Regions from separate parts of the Mus musculus genome. Here all the other regions are linked to region 1. A link is a contact called in public Hi-C and HiChIP or PLAC-seq data. All regions are on one chromosome and are shown on one strand. Each heading gives the region's core, a stretch centred on a gene start, on an enhancer-like site or on the middle of the called end of the contact. The rest is flanking DNA. Distances are from core to core; before and after follow the strand shown.

What was found. A called contact is a pair of places that touch in the nucleus more often than the background predicts. HiChIP or PLAC-seq counts read pairs in DNA pulled down with a chosen protein or histone mark.
Region 2: a Hi-C map of bone marrow-derived macrophages shows a contact between it and region 1, with 9 read pairs. The contact joins two enhancer-like sites. A contact is called at or near these places in 2 of 484 Hi-C or Micro-C datasets (bone marrow-derived macrophages and nephron progenitors) and 3 of 115 datasets of contacts at active chromatin or transcription factors (the NIH/3T3 cell line, large pre-B cells and pancreatic cancer cells).
Region 3: a contact with region 1 is called in a FOXA1 HiChIP or PLAC-seq map of pancreatic cancer cells. The contact joins two enhancer-like sites. A contact is called at or near these places in 1 of 484 Hi-C or Micro-C datasets (embryonic stem cells) and 2 of 115 datasets of contacts at active chromatin or transcription factors (embryonic stem cells and pancreatic cancer cells).
Region 4: an H3K27ac HiChIP or PLAC-seq map of embryonic stem cells shows a contact between it and region 1, with 3 times the contacts expected there. The contact joins two enhancer-like sites. A contact is called at or near these places in 2 of 115 datasets of contacts at active chromatin or transcription factors (both in embryonic stem cells) and 1 of 9 other capture datasets (embryonic stem cells).
Region 5: a contact with region 1 is called in a Hi-C map of bone marrow-derived macrophages, with 18 read pairs. The contact joins two enhancer-like sites. A contact is called at or near these places in 3 of 484 Hi-C or Micro-C datasets (bone marrow-derived macrophages, granulosa cells and myocytes) and 1 of 115 datasets of contacts at active chromatin or transcription factors (cardiomyocytes).

The regions. Positions count from the first base shown.
Region 1 is chr10:17,574,729-17,577,428 of GRCm38.p6, reverse strand. All of the region lies in intron 3 of Gm32543 (a long non-coding RNA gene), which reads left to right. Among named protein-coding and RNA genes, the nearest start is that of Gm32656, 84 kb to the left of the region's middle. Within about 2 kb of position 1,373, at least 167 of the 459 cell types and tissues checked have an H3K27ac peak or open chromatin away from gene starts, as enhancers often do. A contact at or near this core is called in the NIH/3T3 cell line, bone marrow-derived macrophages, embryonic stem cells and 1 more, where this site is marked.
Region 2 is chr10:16,588,221-16,590,920 of GRCm38.p6, reverse strand. No RefSeq gene overlaps it. Among named protein-coding and RNA genes, the nearest start is that of Gm20125, 510 kb to the left of the region's middle. Within about 2 kb of position 1,305, at least 113 of the 459 cell types and tissues checked have an H3K27ac peak or open chromatin away from gene starts, as enhancers often do. A contact at or near this core is called in the NIH/3T3 cell line, bone marrow-derived macrophages and pancreatic cancer cells, where this site is marked.
Region 3 is chr10:18,322,532-18,325,231 of GRCm38.p6, reverse strand. It overlaps a transcript of Nhsl1 not described here. Among named protein-coding and RNA genes, the nearest start is that of Nhsl1, 84 kb to the left of the region's middle. Within about 2 kb of position 1,346, at least 35 of the 459 cell types and tissues checked have an H3K27ac peak or open chromatin away from gene starts, as enhancers often do. A contact at or near this core is called in pancreatic cancer cells, where this site is marked.
Region 4 is chr10:16,877,085-16,879,784 of GRCm38.p6, reverse strand. No RefSeq gene overlaps it. Among named protein-coding and RNA genes, the nearest start is that of Gm20125, 220 kb to the left of the region's middle. Within about 2 kb of position 1,349, at least 40 of the 459 cell types and tissues checked have an H3K27ac peak or open chromatin away from gene starts, as enhancers often do. A contact at or near this core is called in embryonic stem cells, where this site is marked.
Region 5 is chr10:16,995,628-16,998,327 of GRCm38.p6, reverse strand. The region is part of intron 1 of Gm20125 (predicted gene, 20125); the gene reads left to right. Among named protein-coding and RNA genes, the nearest start is that of Gm20125, 99 kb to the left of the region's middle. Within about 2 kb of position 1,342, at least 57 of the 459 cell types and tissues checked have an H3K27ac peak or open chromatin away from gene starts, as enhancers often do. A contact at or near this core is called in bone marrow-derived macrophages, where this site is marked.

The DNA of each region.
Region 1 (2,700 bases), core at 124-2,623:
TGGAAGAGAGCACAGAAACAAGCAGGTGCCTGGCATCTGAGACTTTGATTATCACTATGTTATTAAACTGACATTCGAGTTAAAAGCATTAAAGACATTGCTTGCTGGGAGTAATGTGTAACATTGAAGATAGACCAGCAACAAAGTATGCTCTCCCTGTCTCCTCCATCCCTCTCTTTCTCTCTTTTTATCCTTTGCTTCAGTTTTTCTGCCTACAGTTGCAAGAAGGGAGTGAAGGAAAAGTCGTTCTCATTTAATCTTCATTCCTTGGCAAGATGGACCGTAGATGGCATCTGAGCAGTGCTAGGCCCTGGAGTGAGCATTCTGAGCTGCAGCTTCACAATGCTTGCTGAGGTGGAGTCTATTCAACAAGTAATCAACACCCAGTTAACTTTCAGTTGAAGATGAAAACAGAAACAGAGTTCAAACCAACCAAGGGTGTGAATCACGGTGGATTTTAATTACAAATGAAAATGTACTTTGAGAGAGACACATGATAGGTACAGAAAGGTTTGTATTCCAGTCAGGAGCCTATAGGTGACCACCTTCATATCTCAACCCCCTCTTCATTATATAATACTTAAATATGTTGATTTCTTTTTCCTTATTCTACCCAATTATCAGTAAAATTGCATAGGCTATCTCTGGGTGTTCTCTCTCTGGTATCTAGCAAGTCTAGTTAAAGTTAGTCTGGGAAGCATTTTTGGTGTTTGTGAGAGAGGAAATGTGGGTGAAAGGAAAACAGGCTTTTCCTGTAGGGGTGAGTCTAGACTCCCCTGGATTATTCATTAGAGAGGAGATCTTTTGTAAATCAGGGCCATTGTACAATTTACAAATGATTAAGCATTATTTGTCTTAAAAAGTTTTCCATTTATTTACAAAATTGGCTTTGAGTTTGGAGAAGATAAAATTGTTAATAGATTCTCAGCAGGGAAGGAAGTTTCCAGAATAGTGGCTAGCTGCTTCTATCAAGAGTGCACTGGCTTAGGGTGGTATGCTGGTGCCTGCAACTTCAGTTCAAAGTCCTTTTTCCTTGCTCAACTTGAACACACAGGCTTGGCTGCTAAGGCTATTTTTCTCTTTGTTTTGTTTTGCTTTTAACCATCTAATTAAGAATTCTGGATATAGATTAACTCTCTCCCACTCTTTCCCTTCCTTTGCTGTTTTAACTGACTGGCGACTAAGCACCATAGTGCTTTGAAGGATTTCCTATTTTGATGGTAAAAATCCTTGTTTATCTTAGCGAAAACCATTTTCTCTGTATCTGTCAAGGCTCTAATCTTGCCCTTCTGACTCCTGAGTCCTGAGTCCTTTTCTTCTACAGTTCAGGAAGGAACAATTAAGCAATCCAGCCCTGTTTCTTCTGAAAGTAGTGGGGGAAAGACTCAAGAGCCCTTGTGCTGAGTCATTATCAACACAGATACTCTGTCTCCACTGTGCAGGAGAGTTAAAGCACAAAGCCTTTGTCTAAGCCCGAGAAGTAAATGTGGGAGTGAAAAGAAGGCTGAAGGGAAGCCTTTTTCTGAGCAGAACTTTATGCCCTTTAAATTATGGTCTTATTGGAATGAATTTAGGATCAGGTTTCAATTTGCTTATAGCAGACCGTGAGATTAAACCCATCCAATAAACCTAAGAGACATGCATGTTGGATTGAACACTTCTGTTCCTTCCATACTCCCTCTCTTATGTCGTTGATTGCTCCTTTTGCAACCCTCTCTCTCCCCACCCCTTTCTTCAAGCTCACAAGCAACCCTAAGGGTTGTACATTTCCCTGTTCTTTGTCCCTAGGTGTCCTGGGATGGGCAGATTGGTGTGTCCAGGGAAAGCTGCGTTCCAGTGAGTGTCAGGTCACGCCCAGACTGCGTCTTCATAGCCCAGTGAAACCACAGGGAGGAAGAGACAGAGACACTGAATCCTAAGAAAAACTTCTGCTTCGCTGCCATCGTTTTCCTTGGGTAGACAATGGAGGATCTTGCCATTCTAACCCCATTCTGACTGGAGATCTGCTCCTCTCTCCTTCACAACTCACACACCAGGGATTCGAGAAGTTTCTTTGCAGCTTTCCATCTAGCTCTGACTTCCTAACTTCCTCCCCAGATGGCTACTTTTTTGTCCTTTTCTCTGTAGCCCCTCATTCTCTCTGGTATCACATCTTCATCTGTACCTCCTCAGAGCCAGACACCAAGAGTCTTGTGGCCCTCCCCAACTTGTTTCCTGCTTAGTGATGAGCAACTGTCCAGAGAACCAGGAAAACCTCTGGTTTCTGACTGCTGTAGATTGCTGTTGCATAGGCCAGGCCCAACACCTCCTAATACAGGAAATGGGGGTGGGTGAGGAAAACGACCGTGGAAGCCTTCTGGTAAACAGAGGTCAGAGAGCCTGTGAAAGACCAGGACATTGAAGACCAGCCTGGAATCTGTTTTGCTGCTCTGTAGAGCACTCTAACCCCCTTATCAGTCAGAAATCCAGTTGTGTCACTTTCTGCATGGTCCTTTTCTCTTCCACTTCCGTGGTCTAGTTGAAGCCATGGAAATGCTAACAGTTCTTTGTTTGTTTGGTTTGGTGGTGGTTGTTTTGTACGGGTTGCTGCGGGGGTGGGGGTGGGGGGATCAAACTACCCCAGCTCTACACATGCTTTGAGAAGTCCTAAGCTTCACACTCTTTGCAGAAAAAGATTATCTATAGCTGCACACAGTATCA
Region 2 (2,700 bases), core at 56-2,555, 990 kb after region 1:
ACAACATAAACAAATTGAACCAAATCCTTTTGATGTGTTGTATTTGGAAATTGAAGTGTTTTGACTTATCTCTATTATTTATTAGACAAAAAAGGAGACAGAAGCAATGGGGGCTTGTATATACACAGTTCTTTAAATGGAAGCACTTCTAGGAGGTGGGACAAAAGGTTTCCATTGATTTATTTTCCTTCATTGACCTGGTTGGGGAGACGGTGTGTGTATCCCTTTCATAATCTTTCTAGTTACATCCTATCATTGTACCAAGACATAGCAGAAATGTGATGGGGTTTAGTTTACCTCATTGTGTAGGTGTACATATGCCTTTTGCCATGAAAAAAAGCAAGAATCTCCTTTTCCCTATTGTATGCTTCTAATACATATCCGGAAAGTTCCAGCTGACCCCTCAGGATTTCTTAGAAATAGACTTTTGTAACTCTTCTGTATTTTCTCCTCTTGTTGCTCTCTTTCTGCTTTTCAACAATGATTTCTTTTCAGTTGGCATTCTCTGAAAACCAATGCTGTTGCCCTTGGTTATGATTTTATATTTTAACCTTATTGCCTCCTTGACATTTACCTTTCTAGCTATGATCTGCCTTTTCCTAGCAGCAGGGACCTTCATCCCCTTCTGTGCCACATAATAACAAGATCAGAAGGACAGATGGGGGATGCTCATGGCCTGCTCTCCAGCTGTAGTTTGGTCTGCAGGGTTAGACCTATTAGTATGCATTTACCTACTTCCGAGTTCTTCTTGGAGAACAAGTTAGTTATATATGTGCTCTGAACTACTGGATTCTGCTTTTTATTCCTCCTCTTCGTTTTCCTCTGGTACTAATGGCCAGAAAAGCAGATGCTCTTTGAGCACTAGTTCTAAGTAACAGTCCTAGGCTTTTATTAAAAGAACATTAATGGAAAAAAATCACACACTGAAACCTTTTGTTTATCTTCTCTCTCCACTTGCTACAAAAATAATTTTTAAAAAATCAGATAAAAACATCGACCTGACAGATTTCTATCCTCTCCAATGTATGCCATGGCTGTATTTCTGTGGAAGATTACCAAGGTTTTCTATTCGAATTGAATTGTGATTTTTGCTTCACTGGAGATTTTGCTGAAGCCAAGTGTACCTTACCCTAGAGAGATGATTATCTCCAGTAAGACAGCTATGGTTAACTTACTTTGACAAACATAACCTGTCTCTCTCCTGAAGCTCATGTTTCTGCTTTAAAGCACTGTACATCTTGCCAAGAGACAGGATTCTCACTTCCTGTTCTCTAACTAGGACACCATGTGGGCAGCTGTGTTAGTCAGCAGAATCATCAATCCATGGGGATGAGTCATGCTTTTAACATTACTCCAAACCTCTGTACACCATGAGTCACCTTGAAATTCTCCTGGGTACTCTTTGCTGAAATGAGGAGCCGATGAAAGCAAGAAGAGTGTCTAAATGAGTTTGCTAATTCCAGACTCCTTAAAAACAATACAATAAACGCTGCGAGAATTTCAAGCTGAGAGCCATTTAGAAATGTATAAATCCAAATTGCAAGAGTTTGGCATTCAAGCAGCCCTTGTTGAGGATTCTGAAAGAGAAAGGGCTCACCCAGGCACAGCAGCTGATTTCTACTTGTGCTTTTTGCAGAACCAAGGTAGTTTGCATTAAAATCATATGCTTCAGGGTTGTTTGTTACAGTTTACTTGACAAACTATCAAGGTATATTGAGCAGTCAAAGTACTCCTGCATTGCAATGATTAGTATGGTTTAGAAATATTTTGAACAAAATGCCATATTATCTGTGCCATTAGATTCTCTTGTTGGCCTAATTTCTAGTGCGTCTGCACACACAACCTTACTAAAGGCTCATAATCAGAGAATATATTTATATCCCTGACTTTGAACCTGATTATGTGACTTGCTTTAAATAGAAGCAAGGGTGATTGTATGCTCAGTGGTCCTTGAAGTTGGGAGAGGCTGACCTTGTTTCTCCTCACCTGTTTTTAATTCTCCTGTTATGAGAACATCTCTAGTTAATCTGCTAGTAAAAGTGGATGGAAGACACAAAAGCAAGGCCAGCAATGTCTGGACTTCCCGGGAAGCAGTTCTATTGTATGCTTATGACATGGCTTCACCAGGCATATCTAGTTTTAAACCAGCTACACAGTTTTTAAAAAGGCATATTTCTGAAAATATATGTAGCCATCCAGTGGCCACGGAGAACTGGGTATACCTGGAAGGAGAGCTGAGGCGGTCAAGAGAAATAACAAGCCAAGATAATGTTTCTCTGATCATGGCTCAAATTTTAATTTTCAGCTCTGTGTTTCTATAGGCAAAACCCAAAAAGCCATCCCTTTGTTTCAGATGGACTGAGCTGTAAAGTAAACTCAGTAGGTGGTCAGCTCCTCAAGGCTCAGGCAGGAAGATGCAAATGTAGCCAGACTAGGTTCCATGACCAGAGACTTGTTTAGCTAACTCAAGGCTGGGGGAAGGGCACAGATTTTTGTGTAAATCCACTCAGAAGTGATCTAACAGCTTTAAGACAGGTATAACAGAGTCACAATAAATAACAAATATGTAAGTTACATATTTTCAGGAACTGGAGTGTATGAGAACAATCCATATTGTTACAAAATCACCATCAGATAAGGTACATAATTCATTTATACTGCTATCTTTGCCCTCTCTCTATTTTCTTTATATCTCTCACA
Region 3 (2,700 bases), core at 97-2,596, 750 kb before region 1:
AGGTGGGGCAGAAGGTGAGAGGGAGAGAAGAAGGAGAAAATGGAAGAGAGAGGATGCAGAGGAGGAGGAAGAAGAAAAGCGGAGCAGAAGCACATGGCCTGGAGAAACCGAAAGTTCTAAGCTGTGGAAGATGGTAGTGTAGCGGTAGATCTGCCCAATCTAGGCGCACAGCATGTAATCATATTAACTGTGTTGTGCTTTCATTGCCCGGGCATATTTGGGATGGGAGATTTACTGCAACAAAAATGCCATAGTATAAAAGGTGCCCTGTGGTTAGACGGCACAGCAAACCCTCTCAATGCTTCTAGAATCTAAAGGGGTGGGCATTCTTTCTACAACTATTATTTTAAATTGCCTTTTCCTATGCTCTGTTGGCAGCAGGATTTCATATTTACTCAGGAAGTTCTCTATTGTTGTCAAGACGGGGGTCTCAGGTAGCCCAGGCTAGCCTCAAACTCACCATGTGGCCTAGAATGACTTTCATGTCCTGCTGTTCTCTCCTCTGTCCCCAAGGACTGGATTTCAGACACGAGATACTACATTCAGTTTCGTGCAGTGCAAGGGACTAAACCCAGGTCTCTCTTCACTCATGATGGGCAAGCAACCTACCACTGAGCTACATGCTCAGTCCCAATAAGTCCCAGTAAGTGCTTTTAAAACAAACTGAAAAGAATTTAGAGTAGGACTTGGAGAGATGGCTCAGAGGTTAAGAGCACTGACTGTTCTTCCAGAGGTCCTAAGTTCAATTCCTAGCAACCACATGGTGGCCCACAATCATTTGTTATGGGATCCAATACCCTCTTCCGGTGGTCTGAAGCCAGCTACAGTAATATTCATATACATAAAATAAATAAATAAATCTTTTAGGAAAAAAAAAGAGTTTAGAGCAGAAATCACAAGACCTTGTCTTACTAACACCTTTTACTAGCCCTAGAACTTTCATTTCTTGATCTATAAATTGGGCTTAAAAATGCAGTCTAGCCTTTCTATTTTATTGGTTTTGGAATAAAATAGAAAGGGGGAAGGGTGGCTCAGAGGTTAAGAGTACTGGTTGTTCTTCCAGAGGACCCTAGTTCAATTCCCAGGACCCACATGGTAGCTCACAACTGTCTGTAACTCCAGTTCCAAGGGATCTGACACCCTCACACAGACATACATGCGGGCAAAACATCAGTAACAGAAATGATAAACAAATCTGAACAATGGGTTTTTAATCCACAGTCCCACTTCACAGGAGCTTGTGAGTGTTAGTCATGGAAAGCAGCGAATGCTGAGCCTGGGAAACATTTGCTTGGTAAAGGAAGTACAAAGCCCACAGCCGGCATGAGTCCACTTGTCTGGAATGTTCAGAACAGTTAAATCCACAGAGGCAGAAAGGAGACTCCCAGTGACCTGGAGGTAGGAAGGTCAAGAAGAAAGGGAGACTGACTCCCGGGATGTGGGGGGCCATGCAAATAGGCTGTGGTCATGTTTCTCATGTCTGAATACACTAGAAGTCACTGGCCCCTACACTGAGAATGGCTGGATCTAGGAATTGTGTCTCAATAAAATTAGCTGTAAGGCCAAGCCACGGGTCTATAGTTCTAGCTACTTGGAGGTAGAAGCAAAATACTGAGTTCAAAGGCTGCCTGGGCCATAATGTGAGTCAAGGCCATAGACAACCTTCAGATTTAAAATTAGAGCATTTCCTAATATGCCCTAGTCAGATCCCAAGTACTGAGGGTGAGGGAGCACGCCCACAGACCTTAAAAACCAAACATAGCCATGCCAGTGAGAATCTGCCCGTCTCTGCAGAGCGAAGGCTCTTGCTTGTTAACAGAGCCCAGACACAGCTATTCACACTTCTGCCCCTTGTCACAATTTTCAATGTAGCCTTATTTAGTCAGCAGCAAAATTAATCAAGTTCTACTTGCACAGAAACAGGTCCGGTGAGATGATTCAGTGGATAAAGGCACTTGCCACCAACCCTGACAGCTTGAGTTGACCCCTGGATCCCACAAGGGGGAAGGAGAAAACACTTCAGTAAGTTTCCTCTGACTTCCATGTGTCATGGTGTGTGCACATCCGAGAGTGTATATGCGCATGCGCACACACACACACACACACACACACACACACACACACACACAATGTTATAGTATACATGTGATAATATCCAGTCACTGTACTGAGCTCTATAATAACAGATGTGCTGCCATCCCTAACCTCAAGTAGCTTGCAGTCTGGCTGAGGAAAGCATGTGTCAAAGAGTCACATTCAGTCGCTGTAAATGCAGTACACTTAAGATCAGTACACTTAGTCAGGGCTCTTAGAGAAACAAGTGACAGAATCGATGTACATACATACATACATACATACACACACACAGAGATACATATATATATGATACCCGCTGAGACATCCAGCCTTGTGGACTGAACAACTACTGGATGCGTGTGTGTGTTTCATATATGTGTATACATGACTACATATATATATATACATATATATATATATACACACACATATATATGATTTATTAGAGAGGCCTGTAGTCTGTGTTCCAGCTATTCCAACAATAGCTGTGTAGCAACAGAAAATCCAGGAATCCAGTAGTTGTTCAGTCCATGAGACTAGATGTCTCTGCTGGTCTTCAGTATACACTGGAATCCCAAAGAAGTAGGCTTTAATGCCAGTGAAGAAACGTGCCATGCCAGCAAG
Region 4 (2,700 bases), core at 100-2,599, 700 kb after region 1:
TGTTGGAGAACCTCCAGAGAGAAGAAAGTCATTACTTCACAGGAGAGCTCATTACTGGGTGGCATCCACATGTCCCGTTGTATTTTACTTGATTATATCTATTTCCAGTAGCTTTCTTGGTTTTTAAATGAAAGGTAATATCAAGTCTTTATTGATATATTCAGCCTGTCGTAATATATAGCACAAAGGTAGCCATGTGAAAAGATGACCTTATGTTGATTTGATGATAAACAGAAAACAAATATTTATCCAAAGTAGCTTTAAAATGACATAGCTGTTATTTGTTTGGGGGACATAAAAAACACTATTATACAAACCACCAGGAAAACGTAAGTAAAAACAGTAGATTAACAACATGCATTTTTTAATTTCATTCTGCTAGGAGTATGGTTTTTATCTCACGGATTCTTCTTTTGCTGATGATTCTATTAAATGCAGCTGAGCTAGATGGATTGTATCACAAAAACTTTATTTTGTCATATTTAGGAGAAAAATGCCAACTGAGACAGTGGTTATAAAAATTCATTGTTCCAGCAGCTGTTTGGTTATAAAATTATTATACTAAAAGCTTATAAATACATGCTGCACACTTCATTGAGAGGCAAAGTGGTGTTTTATGACTTTTTAGCATTTCTTAGGCATGATTTTCAGTAATGAGTTAAAACAACTTTCTTATAAAAAAGAAAATGCTTTCATGAATTTTCTTTAGAATCACAAGGGGAAGACTTGTCTGGGAAGGGAAAGAACATTGGTGGGAATTCCAAGGAGTGGCTTTGAGTACTTTGAGCCTTTCTGTTTGTTTTTTATTTTTGGTTCGGTTTGGTTTTTTTTTTTTTTTTTTTTTTTTTTTTGCTTTCTTGTGACTTTGAGAAGCCATTATTATGAATAGTCATTCTTCGTACATGTGAAAAGATACACTTGCTTTTACTGGCTGCTGCAAAGGATGGTGTTAAAAATCACAGGAAGCCCTGTGATGACCAGTCTTTAGTAAAAGCAATACTGGGACATGTACATAAGCACAGGGCTGATTAGGAACTTTCCATTCCAGATTATAGTCCTAGAGGACAGGCCAGCAAATGTATCCATATATATCACAGGATTATATACTGCCAAGTCATGGCTTGATCAGACATGCCCACATTAAAGTATTCAGTAAAACAAAGCAGAAGTGTATTATATACCACTTTTTTTCTTTTCTTTTTTCATTTATTTCTTTACTCATTCACTCACTTTACCTCCTGATTGCAGCTACTCTCTCTTCTCAGTCCTACTCTTATAAGTCCCATGCCACCCCATGACCAGTCCCCTCAGAGAAGGGGAAATCCCCCTTGGGTACCACTCCATTCTGGCACATCCAGTCTCAGCATGACTAAGCACATTCCTCTCCCAGTGGGCCCAAGCAGGCAGTTTCCCTGGGGAAGGTGATCCAATGGCAGGCAACAGAGTCAAAGACAGCTCCACATGAAAACCAACTTGTAGATCTGATACAAATTTGTAGAGGGCCTAGGGCCAGCCCCTTTATGCTCTTTGGTTGGTGGTTCAGTCTCTGTGAGTCCCCATGGTTAGGTGACTCTGTAGGACTCCTTGTGGTATCCTTGACCACTCCAGTTTGCTCAGTTCCATCCCCCACTCTTCCATAAGATGCCCTCAGCTCCACCTGATATTTGGCCTGTCTTATAAAATTTTAAAAAAAAGAAAAGAAGATTAATAAGAAAGGGATTCATTCATTCAAGTATGATACTGTTTTGCTAGTTTAATTTTAAGCTCGACTCTGTCCATCTAAAAGAATGTACTAATTTCACCAGTCTATAGAATGCTGAGTGTGGGTCACATTGTTCTGCCAAGTCAATCAGAAGGATCAGAAGGTAAAGTTCTTGATCTGGCATCCTAGTTAGTTCTGGTGCTGATAATAGGATGTAGGAAAGAAAGCCTTGATGAAGTGAACTGAGTGGGGAGAAAGCACAGTATCAGCCTAGCCCCACAGCAGGGCTTCTGAATATGAGAAGTGGGAGTAGAGACCAGGGATGCCAGGCATTCCTCTTCATGTCTAATAATGTTAAGATTACATTTGAAGGCTAAAGGGTGCCAACTCTGCTTGTAGAATCTGGTAAACATGTAGTCAACTCAAAAAGAAATTAATGTAACTAAGTAGTTTACTCAGGGATTTGATTTTTAATAAACTATTGAATGGTTTTTAAATTTTTTTATTGATTTATAGAGATTTAGAAAAATACTATAGAGGCTTCTCATGCAACCTTAATCCAGTTTTCTCCCAAGGAGTTTGGTCTCACATAAATATAGTACAATGCACAGTGCAACAAGCTAGCATCTTACTAAGCACATGTGCTTCTGTGTCATTTTATCCCATGTGCAGTTCTGTGCAAGAACTACTTCAATCATGAAAAGCAGGTATTTCACAACTACAAAAATATCTTTCATGCCATATTTTCATAGTTATTTTATTCCCTCTTTTCCCTCCAAGTAGCCTCAATAGTTGGCAACCTTTGATCTCTGTTCCATTTCTAGAACTCTGTCTTTCTTATTTTGTTAGATTAATTAAATATATAGTATGTAACCTTTTTGATTGGGTTGTTCAGTCAATTAATTGGATTTTGTCCTCAGCATAATGTCCTGAGATCTATGTGAACGTTGAACCGGTCAATAATTAATTGCATTATTGTTGTTGAATACTATGCCATG
Region 5 (2,700 bases), core at 93-2,592, 580 kb after region 1:
TTCATTTACTAACCCCTTTCTAGGTTTCCGGCTTAGGGCAGAAGGAACCTATTGAATGTTTGCTGTAAAGAGATCTTGAATAACACTCTCGTTTTGATCTTGTTGCTAGAGACAGAAACTTACCTAGAGACACCTCTGCTTTCTTTGATGGGTTTTCTCAGATCATTCCTTGTGATGTTTAACATAACACACGTGTAGAAGATGGGGCAGGAGTTTGAAGATATACTGGGATCTATTAAGGGCATGTAAGAATAATTTAAGAGGCTGTGGTACATCCATTGAAGTACTCCAATGAAGTCATTATCTGAAACTTTGAAAGAGTTGTTGGATGAAGAATGAATATAGAGTAAGCAATACAGGTAAAAGAGAGAGAGAGAGAGAGAAGAAGTGGGAGAAGAAGTGGAAGGGAAGAGGAGAAAGGGAAAGGGAGGAAGAAAGGAGGGAGGAAGAGAGGGAGAGGGAAAGGGAGACAGAGAGAGATAATTACGTCAGTTAGTTAAAGGAGGATAAAGTGGCCACTGACTTATACTCAGAGGGAACAGTGAGTTAGTTATAGCAGGAGATGAAGGGCATAGAAAGGAAGGAATGATGTGAGATGGGTGGTACTCACTTGAACTTAGCTCATGTGTACTACATGAACAATCTTCTCAAACTGAGACTTGCTTACCAATTACCCCTCCCCCCACAAACACACCCTGATCTATTGGATTCACCTGCAGATATTGTATTTGTTTGTTGTTTTTTTAGTTATCTGAGGTTAGCTCCAAAAGTTTGCCATGTGATTTTGTTGTTGTTGTTCCCAAAAGTCACATTTATAGTAATGCCATATTTGGGCTCAGGAACATAGAGCTGGGATATCTTTTCATTGTTGTTCGTTTTGGGCTCTTTTCCTCACAGGTTTAGATATCATAAGCAAATCTATTACTTTTCCTTGGTCAATGCTTAATAAACTCGCATGTACTGTTCACTGAGGTATCTTGTTAAAATGCAAGGTCTGATTAGGTTAACCTGGGTCTGTGTGTAAACTGTTGTATGTAACAAGTTCCCCCCGTGAAGCTCATTCTCCTGGTTGCGGATCCAGTCTGGTCTGTGGTTGGGAAATCTCTCTGCCATCATTTCCCCAGATATCACATGAATAAAAATAAGTAAATAAAGCACTTTGCCTACCGTGGAACAAAAGAAAATGTGAAGTGTTGGTAGTAGATTGACAGAGACAGGAAATGGAAAAGGCTTGAGTTTTAAGCTGAGTGTAATTTAAGCACATTTACAGAACTAGAGGAGTCAGGATGAAAGGGGGAAGTGAGACATTTCGCAACTGGGTACTCCCCAAAAGATGTTAATGCTTTGCTTTGTCAATCACTTCAGACACTTGGACAAGCATGGCACTCAGGGGATGTGGTTCAGTGAGTAGCTCACAGGAAGTAGTATTTTCACAGATGGTTGATCCATTGGCTAGAATAAAAAGTGGATTTTCCTGGCAGGTACTTCATAATTCCATAATTCTAAAAGAAAAGCATGATTGCTTTCAACGGCTGGCATACATTATTATGATTTTAGGATGCTTGGGTAATAGTTGTGGTTAATATGAATTGGCAAATTTGACAAGATCTAGAGTTACTTAGAAGGCCAAATTTTGGGTATGTGTGTAAGGGATGTTCTTTACTGGGTTAATTCAAGTGGGAAGACCCACTGTAAATGTGGGTGACATCATAACATGCACAGGTGTCTCAGTCTGAGTAAGGGAAAATCAGAGCTGGTCCCAGCTTCTCTTCTCCTCTGCTCTTGCTTCTGTCTGATTTGTGACTGTGGGTGTAATATGACTAGCAGAAGCACTCTTCTGCTGGCATACCTGTCTTTCCACAAAGGACTGTTTACCTTCAAACTCTAACCCAGAACAAACCCTGTCTTCCTTAAACAGTTTCTGTCAGCTTTTCCTCCACATTAGTGACAGAAATAATAAATGGACTTACTTTTCTTAAGCAATAACAAAATCATTATTGTTTTTCAGATAGGCTCCTAACACGAATGGTCGAGGATGGTCTTGAACTAGAGATCCTGCCAGTGTGTGCCACCATTCCTGTCTACTGGCTCCTAGTTTTATTATTACTTTGACATAAGACTTTAAATACTAAAAAAGTACGTTAGAAAACACTGTCTGTTTTCTTTACTACATGTCACTTTATTATGTTGCCTTTCAGGTCCTTTATTTTCCCTCTGAAAGTTTGAAGTACTCAATGTTGTAATCCAGACATTTTAAACTTTGATTTGCAATCATCTAAACTACAATTCAACAGAGAAATCTTTCTAAGATTGATTTTCTCTCACTGGGTCATTCATAAACATATTCATTACACACACACTCCACGAATATTCGATAATGCATCAATCACTGAGCTGTTTACATTAAGAGACACAATTGAAATTGAACAATATAATTCAATGAAATTACTGGTCTTTTTATTTATTCATCTAACCCCTAGCTGCTCAGTCACTGTAAACAGCTTCATTGAAAACAATTCACTTTTCTGTTCTTTCTGGATTGATCTTCTCAAATACATGATTGCTCTTAATTCAGATGAAATATTTCATTTCTTTAAGTACATGGAAAGGAATTAGAGCCAGCTGAATGCAATAAGGAACAAGGAAGGAAGACGCTCAGTAAGAGGAAATCAAACCTGTTTACAAGTCTGGGATCTAAAC